2 separate regions of the Hordeum vulgare genome follow, and region 2 is linked to region 1. A link is a contact called in public Hi-C data. All regions are on one chromosome and are shown on one strand. Each heading gives the region's core, a stretch centred on a gene start, on an enhancer-like site or on the middle of the called end of the contact. The rest is flanking DNA. Distances are from core to core; before and after follow the strand shown.

Region 1 (4,398 bases), core at 642-3,141:
TAAAGATTGATATCCATCATGCACCTCGAAGTATTAAGTTTACAAGAAACATAGCATTATAGTAAGCATCATGACAACATAGACATCAAACAACAATCAATATAGCAAGATACTATCATTTTATCCTTAGTGGCAACAATACAATAGTGACTTGGACCTTATTGTTACTGGGTTAGAGCACGGCAAGACTAAACCCACTACAAAGCACCACTCTCTGTAATGGAAACCCCATTAAACCTGGCCAAAGAAGATAGATAGATCAATGAGTATGCAAAGCTATTTAATTATACAACAAGAAAACCACATAAGTTTCAATTGTATTTAATGAAGAACCTAATCATAAAGTGACAATTCATCATATCCCAACAAATACATCACTGATTACATCGAATTGCTCCCGATCAGTGAGTCAACTCACATGGACATAGTATTGAAAGTGGGAGAGAGAGGGAGATGAAGGGAGAGGGAGAGGGAGAGAGAGGGGGGAAGGGGGAGGGGAAGGGAAAGAGAGAGATGGAGGTAGGGAGAGAGAGAGAGAGATCCATCTAGCTATCATTATGGACCCACATATCCTAATGGAACTACTCACACATGGTCATGGAGGCAACAAAGAAGTCTGCGGCAATGGATTCCCCCTTCGATAGAGCTCTAGAACATGCCTCCAGATTGTATCTCCTCGAAATAGAAGCTTGCAATGGTGGACAAAATCGGATAAAAATATCTCGAAGGCTTTCTGTATTTATATGAATTTATGGTGGTGGAATGAACGTAAGGTGGTGTCTATGGGCCCCACACAGCCTAGGGGCGCGCCCTAGGACATGGTCATGCCACCTGTCTGTGTGCGGCCTGTGGCTCCTCTCGGTTCACCCTGATGCTGCCTCGAACCTTCACTCCAATGTATGTGTAAATGTGAAAACATATTATCCATCCAAAATTGCGTTTGCACTTACGTTCCAACATGTATGTTTTTTTCTTCATATGTTTCCGTCTTGTTTGTGAATGTGGACTTTGTTTCCGTTTTCGTTTCGAACAGGTAGAAACTTTTTCTTTTTTGAGACACCGCACTTCTTTTCATATCTTTTTTTTTGCGAAAAGCTTTTCGTATCATTTACTCCATGTAGTTTATTTATTTCCACAAAAAACTATTTGTATCATTAGCTCAAGTATCCTCACTAGCTAATTGCCCTTGCGTTTCAACATGAACATACATATGCTAATGATTCAACATCAACTTTCTGAGATATATCTTACGCTTATCATATTCTTGATTTTGGTAAGATTTAATTTGATTTGAGTATGGATAGAGGAACACAACTTATATATTTATTTTTAGTAAGATTTGATTGATTGGGGAGTGGATACAGGAAGTGAGAGAAACTTTTGATTTTGTTGAGATTTTTATAAGATTCTTTGATTTGATTTAATTAATGCATGACTTGGTTTTGAAAAAGCTTGATTTGATTTAGATTATTCTAATTTACTCTATTGATGTTGGTTTTAATCAGCTGAGATTACTAGAAAATTTTCAGGAAACCAAAACGGGAAGGAGGGCGTGGGAAGGAAAAACACTTGGGAAAAGTGAGGCGAACCTGCCAACTCTCAAGTAGAGTGTTGCATAGTATTATCTTTTTTTTTTCCTAAAGAAAAGGTGTGTGCTCTGTTTGGGCCGTTGTACCACGGACCAGCCCATGGCATACGAAGGCAGTTTGCAATTGTCAGCTTGAAACGGCCTGTAAAGTGGTCGTAGCATCGATCCCTTCGTGCGAACGTGCGCCCATCCCACCGACCCAGAAAGGCGTACAGAATTCGAAATTCGAAATCTCACGAAGCAGCCGTTACGGCGCGTCCCCTCAAACGGCTCTTTCGCATACAAATCTCCCCCACGATCCCCTCCCCAATCACAAACCCTAACCACAGCCGCCACCCCACCAAATCACCCGTCTCGCACGGCAACCCACCAGAGAGAGAGAGAGAGAGAAAGCGCGGATCTGCGCGATGGCGACGCTCCAGCACCAGAACCAGGGGGCGGCGGCGCCGATGACCACGACCGGCGGCGGCCTGCGCGCCATGGACCTCTACGAGAAGCTGGAGAAGGTCGGGGAGGGCACCTACGGGAAGGTGTACAAGGCCCGGGAGAAGGCGACGGGCCGGATCGTGGCGCTCAAGAAGACGCGCCTCCCGGAGGACGACGAGGGTGTGCCCCCCACGGCGCTCAGGGAGGTCTCGCTGCTGCGGATGCTGTCGCAGGACCCGCACGTCGTGCGCCTGCTCGACCTTAAGCAGGGCCAGAACAAGGAGGGCCAGACCATCCTCTACCTCGTCTTCGAGTACATGGACACCGACCTCAAGAAGTTCATCCGCGGCCACCGCCAGAACCACCAGAAGATCCCTGCCCACACCGTCAAGGTAATATCCCCTCTTCACACATGTCAGGCCCTTTATTGTTCGTTCTCCATACCTTGCACGCGAGGTGTTTGTTTGAATGTACCCCCTCTTCACATATGTCAGGCCCTTTATTGTTCGTTTTCCATATTTTGCACGCGAGGTGTTTGTTTGAATGTGCCGACAGTGATTGATTCGGTGTTTGGTGAATTGGTTATCCGTCCGTACAGATCCTGATGTACCAGCTCTGCAAGGGCGTGGCTTTCTGCCACGGACGCGGTGTCCTGCACCGTGACCTCAAGCCGCACAACCTGCTCATGGACCGCAAGACCATGGCTCTCAAGATCGCCGATCTTGGGCTCAGTCGTGCCTTCACGGTTCCTCTCAAGAAGTACACGCACGAGGTCTGATTCCTTCTTCTGTTAGCAGTATTAGTGCCGGATTGCTGTCTGAATCTGCATGATTCCTGCTACTTGATCTGTACATGACGCTGTTTGAATTCTTTTGCAGATCCTTACTCTGTGGTACAGAGCTCCTGAGGTCCTTCTTGGCGCCACACACTACTCCACGCCCGTTGACATGTGGTCTGTGGGCTGCATATTTGGTATGAACTTAACGTTGTAACTGAGCACACCTTCAGAATTTAACCCTCTTAGGTTGTTATGCTGAATTCCTTGTAAATGGCAGCTGAATTGATCACTACCACGGCACTTTTCCCTGGAGACTCTGAGGTGCAGCAGCTCCTGCACATTTTCCAGTACAGTACCACACCCGTCACATTTTACTTGTTTTCTCACTTGGCATTTCTAGGGGACATCAGTTGTTGATGTTCTGTATTGGTATTTGAATGCTAGGTTGTTGGGCACTCCAAATGAGGAGGTCTGGCCAGGAGTAGGCAAGCTCCCCAACTGGCATGAGTACCCTCAGTGGAACGTCTCAAAGCTGTCTTCTGTAATTCCCAGTCTCGATGCCGTTGGTATTGATCTGCTTGAGGTTAGTAATCAAGCATGTGCATCCTTGCAGAAAACATAGAAGAAGAGGTGCCCTTGTGAGAATCTCGTGCTAACTTATAGCTGTGATCCTTGCAGAAAATGCTGCAGTATGAGCCGGCAAAGCGGATCTCTGCAAAGAAGGCCATGGAGCACCCATACTTCGATGATGTGGACAAGGCGCTGTACTGAAGCTGTCTTGGTGGCTAACAAGAAGCGGATTTCTTGTGATTTGTGCTTGTCCTGAAGCATATCTTTTGCTTCCAGGACAGGCATTTTTACCTCTGTTATTCCAGCTGCCATTTAGTTTGCACCACTGACTGATGGTTGTGATGGATAGTGGCTATGGAACTATGCATAATTAAACCCCTCTTGTCAGGTGTCAAACACTGGTCTTGTGAAGCACTGCTTCTGCTTCTGCTTCAAAATCAGGCTTTATACTGTATGCCATTCATTTCTGTTTCTGATGGAAAACTTGATAAATATAAAAGACTTCTGAGACTTGGTGAACTGCCAGACCGTTTAGTGACATCAAAAGGTACAAACTTGAGCTGTCTCCGCTGATTGGTTTGTTTGAGCGGCAAGCTGCTGTTATGTAAATCATGTAGATGTTGGAGCTAGACAGCAACAATGAGCTGCATAAATTTATCTACCCGGCAAATATGCACACCACACAGTCCCCTTCTCTTGTGATGAACTACGAGAACAACCTAGTACGCAGCGAAATAACACAAACAACGTACACATGTGACACAAGATTTAACGTGGAAAAACGTCCTCAAGTTGAAGAGTAAAAAATCACGGTTGTGGACCGACCGGTTCACATAACTTCACAATAAGAATGATGAGTACAAAGTCTTTTTTTAACCTCTAGAGAGATTTACAACACTCTTCACATTGCCAACTGGTAACAACAACAACAACCGCAAGAGGCAAACTGCTCTTAAGTCGTTGAACCAAACAACATCAAATTTGGCAAACAACACACAAATTTCTTAGATCCCCTCAAAATTTCAGCTCAATCGGA
Region 2 (4,398 bases), core at 505-3,004, 330 kb after region 1:
TTATGTATCTTGCAAATTGCACAAGACCTGATATTGCAGTTGTAGTGAATCTACTTGCTAGACACAGCGCAACTCCCAACAAACATCATTGGTCTCGAGTGAAAAATATATTTCGATATCTCCAATGCACAAAGGATCTTGGCCTATTTTTCCAGTTCCAGAGAAATATGGATTCCGATATGATTGGATATGTAGATGCCGGCTATTTGTTTGATCCCCATAATGCCAGATCACATACCAGCTTTGTGTTCCTACATCGTGGTACTACTATATCATGGAAGTCTTCAAAACAGACTGTGATGGCAACATCTACAAATCATTCTGAAATAATCTTATTATTTGAAGGATCATGTGATTGTGTATGGCTTCGCAGAATGATAAACCACATACAACAGTCATGTGGAATTGGTTCGATAAGATCACCCACCATTATCTTTGAGGATAGTGGAGTGTATGGTGCACACATGCAAACTGGATACATTAAGAGTAATATCACTAAGCATATTTCTCCTAAGTAGCTCCCCATAATCTTTACAAAAGCGGGGAAATACGTACCCCCTGTGTAAACTAATATAAGAGCGTTTAGATCACTATTTTAGTGATCTAAACGCTCTTATATTAGTTTACGGAGGGAGTATCTTGCAAGTCAAATCATGCGAAAACCTTGCTGATTTATTTACTAAGTCTCTATCAAACTCAACATTTAAGAAATACTCCCTCCTTTTCGGTTTACAGGGCTCATCTCAAAATTTTCAGATTTTTATTATATTAGGCTCATTTTAAGTCTAATTAAGTTAGATTGCTTTGAGTTCCACGCCATATTTAATTCATAGAGTTTAGAGAAAGAAGATGAGTGGCTATGCATGCATCGTTTTCTACATCCATCATGCAAGTCCAATGAGAAGGAGGATGCTACATTTATTGCCTTGGAAATTGAGTATGTGAAAAATATTTCATTGGCTAGTTAAAACTAGTGTCATCCACTCACAATTCACCTTGGTTGATGAGATTTCAGATTTGAACCCTATAAACCGGAAAGGAGGGAGTATGTTCATGAAATTGATATGCGACGACCTAGGGACTAGCAGGCATCACGGAAGTCTCTTCTTGAGATATCCTTGTTTAATGACATCACACTATGCTATCACTTCGTGAGTCTATGTTTCACGTTCTTATCAAGTTTTCACGAAAAACTTTTTAAAAAAGAACCCTTTTGAGATGATAGCTATACCTCGACAATTATAAGATGATTCTACATCGTCAATCGTAGATTAGGAGGATATTAAGACAAAATTACAAACTATAATTAAGGTAAAATCTCACCTTGCCTAACGGACGTGCGGTTGCACCCGCACGGATGCCTATGTCCCTCTCCAACCAACGCATCTTCCTGAAACCGACTTCTTCTATGAATTGTCGTGTTTTTTTAAAGATATATAAGCCTCCTGTAATCCATAAAACAAATGGATTCAATCACTTATTCAAAACACAATTGATCTGAACGTTATCCCTCTTTCGCCCGCATGAAAATTAATTAGACACTACTGGAATCCGCAGTTGGCATCGGCAGGCGTGCCACGGTAGCACATGTAGAGCGTTCCAAAAAGTTTCCGTTTTGTGTACACGTCGAACAACCCGGAAGGGGCAGGAAGGCCACACGGCCCATGTCGGCCGAGCCGCGGAGCGGGCCCTGCCTCAACGCAGGTGGGTCGCCGCGCGGTAAGCGCACCGGGCATGTGGGCTGCCACTGCCACTGACACTGGCAATAAAAAGGCCGAGGCGGGCGCATCCCGAGGCCCCCGAAACACCCGCTCCCTCTCGCGGCACGGCCACCGCCCCACTCACACCGAGCGGCCGAGCCGTGCCCACGTTTGACTCCGACGCGCGCGCACGCATGGATGCGCGGCAGAGGCCGAGGAGGGTGGCGCCGCCGGCAGTGGGCCAGGCGGGGGCGCCCCGGGTGCTGCAGGCGGGGGACGCGCTGCCGCTGCCGATCCGGCACACCAACCTCATCTTCTCGGCGCTCTTCGCCGCCTCGCTCGCCTACCTGATGCGGCGGTGGCGCGAGAAGATCCGCTCCTCCACGCCGCTCCACGTCGTCGACCTCACCGAGATTCTCTCCGTCTTCGGCCTCGTCGCCTCGCTCATCTACCTGCTCAGCTTCTTCGGGATAGCCTTCGTGCAGTCCATCGTCTCGTCCAGCGACGAGGACGAGGATTTCCTGGTCGGCCCTCCCGCCGCGCCGGGGCCGGCGCCGTGCGGGCATCTCGGCGGCGCCGAAGGGGTCGTGCCCGAGAAAATGCCCGAGGAGGACGAGGAGATTGTGGCCTCCGTCGTCGCCGGGAAGGTCCCCTCCTACGTGCTCGAGACCAGGCTCGGCGACTGCCGGCGCGCCGCGGGGCTCCGGCGCGAGGCGGTGCGGCGGATCACGGGGAGGCAGATCGAGGGGCTCCCGCTCGACGGCTTCGACTACGCGTCCATCCTCGGGCAGTGCTGCGAGCTGCCGGTGGGGTACGTCCAGCTGCCCGTGGGCATCGCCGGGCCGCTCCTGCTCGACGGCCAGCGGTTCTACGTGCCCATGGCGACCACCGAGGGCTGCCTTGTCGCCAGCACCAACCGCGGCTGCAAGGCCATAGCCGAGTCAGGCGGCGCCACCAGCGTTGTGCTCCGGGACGCGATGACGCGCGCCCCCGTCGCCCGCTTCCCCACCGCGCGCCGCGCCGCCGAGCTCAAGGCCTTCCTCGAGGACCCCGCCAACTTCGATACTCTCTCCGTGGTCTTCAACAGGTACACCAACACTCATCACCAAATACTACACGACAACGAACTTATGATGCAACAGATGGCATTGTATTAACACCCAGCTTGTGTTCGACAATACGTCTCTGAGGCTGAAGTCACGTGTCTCATTCAATACTAATATTCTTCTCATGACATAATTTACTCTCTTATTCAAGATTTGTAGCTCTCTTCTCATGACAAATGATACGAGTATTACTTGTCAAATATTTGTTTTTTTCTCTTTGTAGAACACAACACGGTAATTAACTGTTCGGAAAATATGATATCGGAGCAGGTCGAGCAGATTTGGGAGGCTGCAGGGAGTGCAGTGCGCGATGGCTGGGAGGAACCTGTACATGAGATTCAGCTGCAGCACAGGGGATGCCATGGGGATGAACATGATCTCCAAGGGCGTGCAGAACGTGCTGGATTACCTCCAGGATGACTTCCCTGACATGGATGTCATTAGCATATCAGGTTCGCTTTGCTTTGCCACCACCTGCAGAAGCTGAACTAGCTCACTTGAGTCACCTAATCTTCTCTTCAGAATAAAATTCTTAGTCACAACCTTTATTTTTTTCCAAGACAGACTATGGCTTACCGAAAGAAAATAAAAACCTTCATATAATAAGCAGAGTGGCCATTTGATGATACACATAGTTACGCCCCGTTTTCAGCAAGGATTAACAAGAATAAGTTGGTGCACTGTTGAATTATCTGGTTGAGCTTATGGACAACCTATGGTGGACATTGGCATGTTCAATCAAAGTATACCTTTTGTAAAATCAAATTACTATTAGGCCAACTTGGCATACTGTAAGATTGTTCAATTACATACGATACTTGCCATGATGCATTAGGAAGATTTAGAAACGTCCTTGAAAGCAATCTTTGTGGTAAAAGGATATATCTTTAATGCAAGATTCCTAATATGAGTCAAAAATGATATTGACTTTAATAAGTATCAACTTGGAGTAGCTGGAACCATCTTTATTCCTTTAACATCATGCATGTAGAAGGTTCAGAACAAAGTGCGTAAACTACAAGAATAAGTATGCAAGAATAAATATTTGAAGGATGCACATCAATGGGACCTTTTTGTTTTTACACAAATTAACAACTGAGCCATCTGCTGTCCCGTTATCATTTTGATAGTGGAATCCGATCCATGTTGGACCGTATGGGAGGGAAAACAGCCTAGTCATCTTGCATATCATATTTGGCCATACATTAATATACAGCAATATCATTACCACAATTATGTGCATTGTACGAGTAAAATTAGATCTCTATGCTCTCATATATTTTTTTCCGAATCTAATTGCTATCTTTTGGTTATTGAAACCAGGTAACTTTTGTTCTGACAAGAAGCCAGCCGCTGTAAATTGGATCGAGGGGCGTGGCAAGTCTGTGGTTTGTGAGGCAGTAATCAAGGAGGAAATTGTGAAAAAGGTTCTGAAAACCAATGTGCAATCTCTAGTAGAACTAAATGTGATCAAGAATCTTGCTGGCTCAGCTGTTGCTGGAGCTCTCGGGGGGTTCAATGCCCACGCAAGCAATATTGTAACAGCCATCTTCATAGCCACCGGCCAGGATCCTGCACAAAATGTGGAAAGT

The links. A called contact is a pair of places that touch in the nucleus more often than the background predicts.
Region 2: a Hi-C map of seedling shows a contact between it and region 1, with 5 times the contacts expected there. The contact joins the promoter of LOC123408561 here to the promoter of LOC123409872 in region 1. A contact is called at or near these places in 1 of 6 Hi-C or Micro-C datasets (seedling) and 1 of 1 datasets of contacts at active chromatin or transcription factors (embryo).

The regions. Positions count from the first base shown.
Region 1 is chr7H:181,884,339-181,888,736 of MorexV3_pseudomolecules_assembly, forward strand. It overlaps LOC123409872 (cyclin-dependent kinase B2-1), which reads left to right and starts at 1,892. Exons shown (of 6, transcript XM_045102739.1): 1 at 1,892-2,406; 2 at 2,613-2,786; 3 at 2,893-2,986; 4 at 3,070-3,139; 5 at 3,237-3,375; 6 at 3,471-3,881. The coding sequence starts at 1,996. The coding sequence ends at 3,563.
Region 2 is chr7H:182,212,581-182,216,978 of MorexV3_pseudomolecules_assembly, forward strand. LOC123408561 (3-hydroxy-3-methylglutaryl-coenzyme A reductase 3) reads left to right here and starts at 1,755. Exons shown (of 4, transcript XM_045101642.1): 1 at 1,755-2,787; 2 at 3,077-3,258; 3 at 4,130-4,398. The coding sequence starts at 1,895.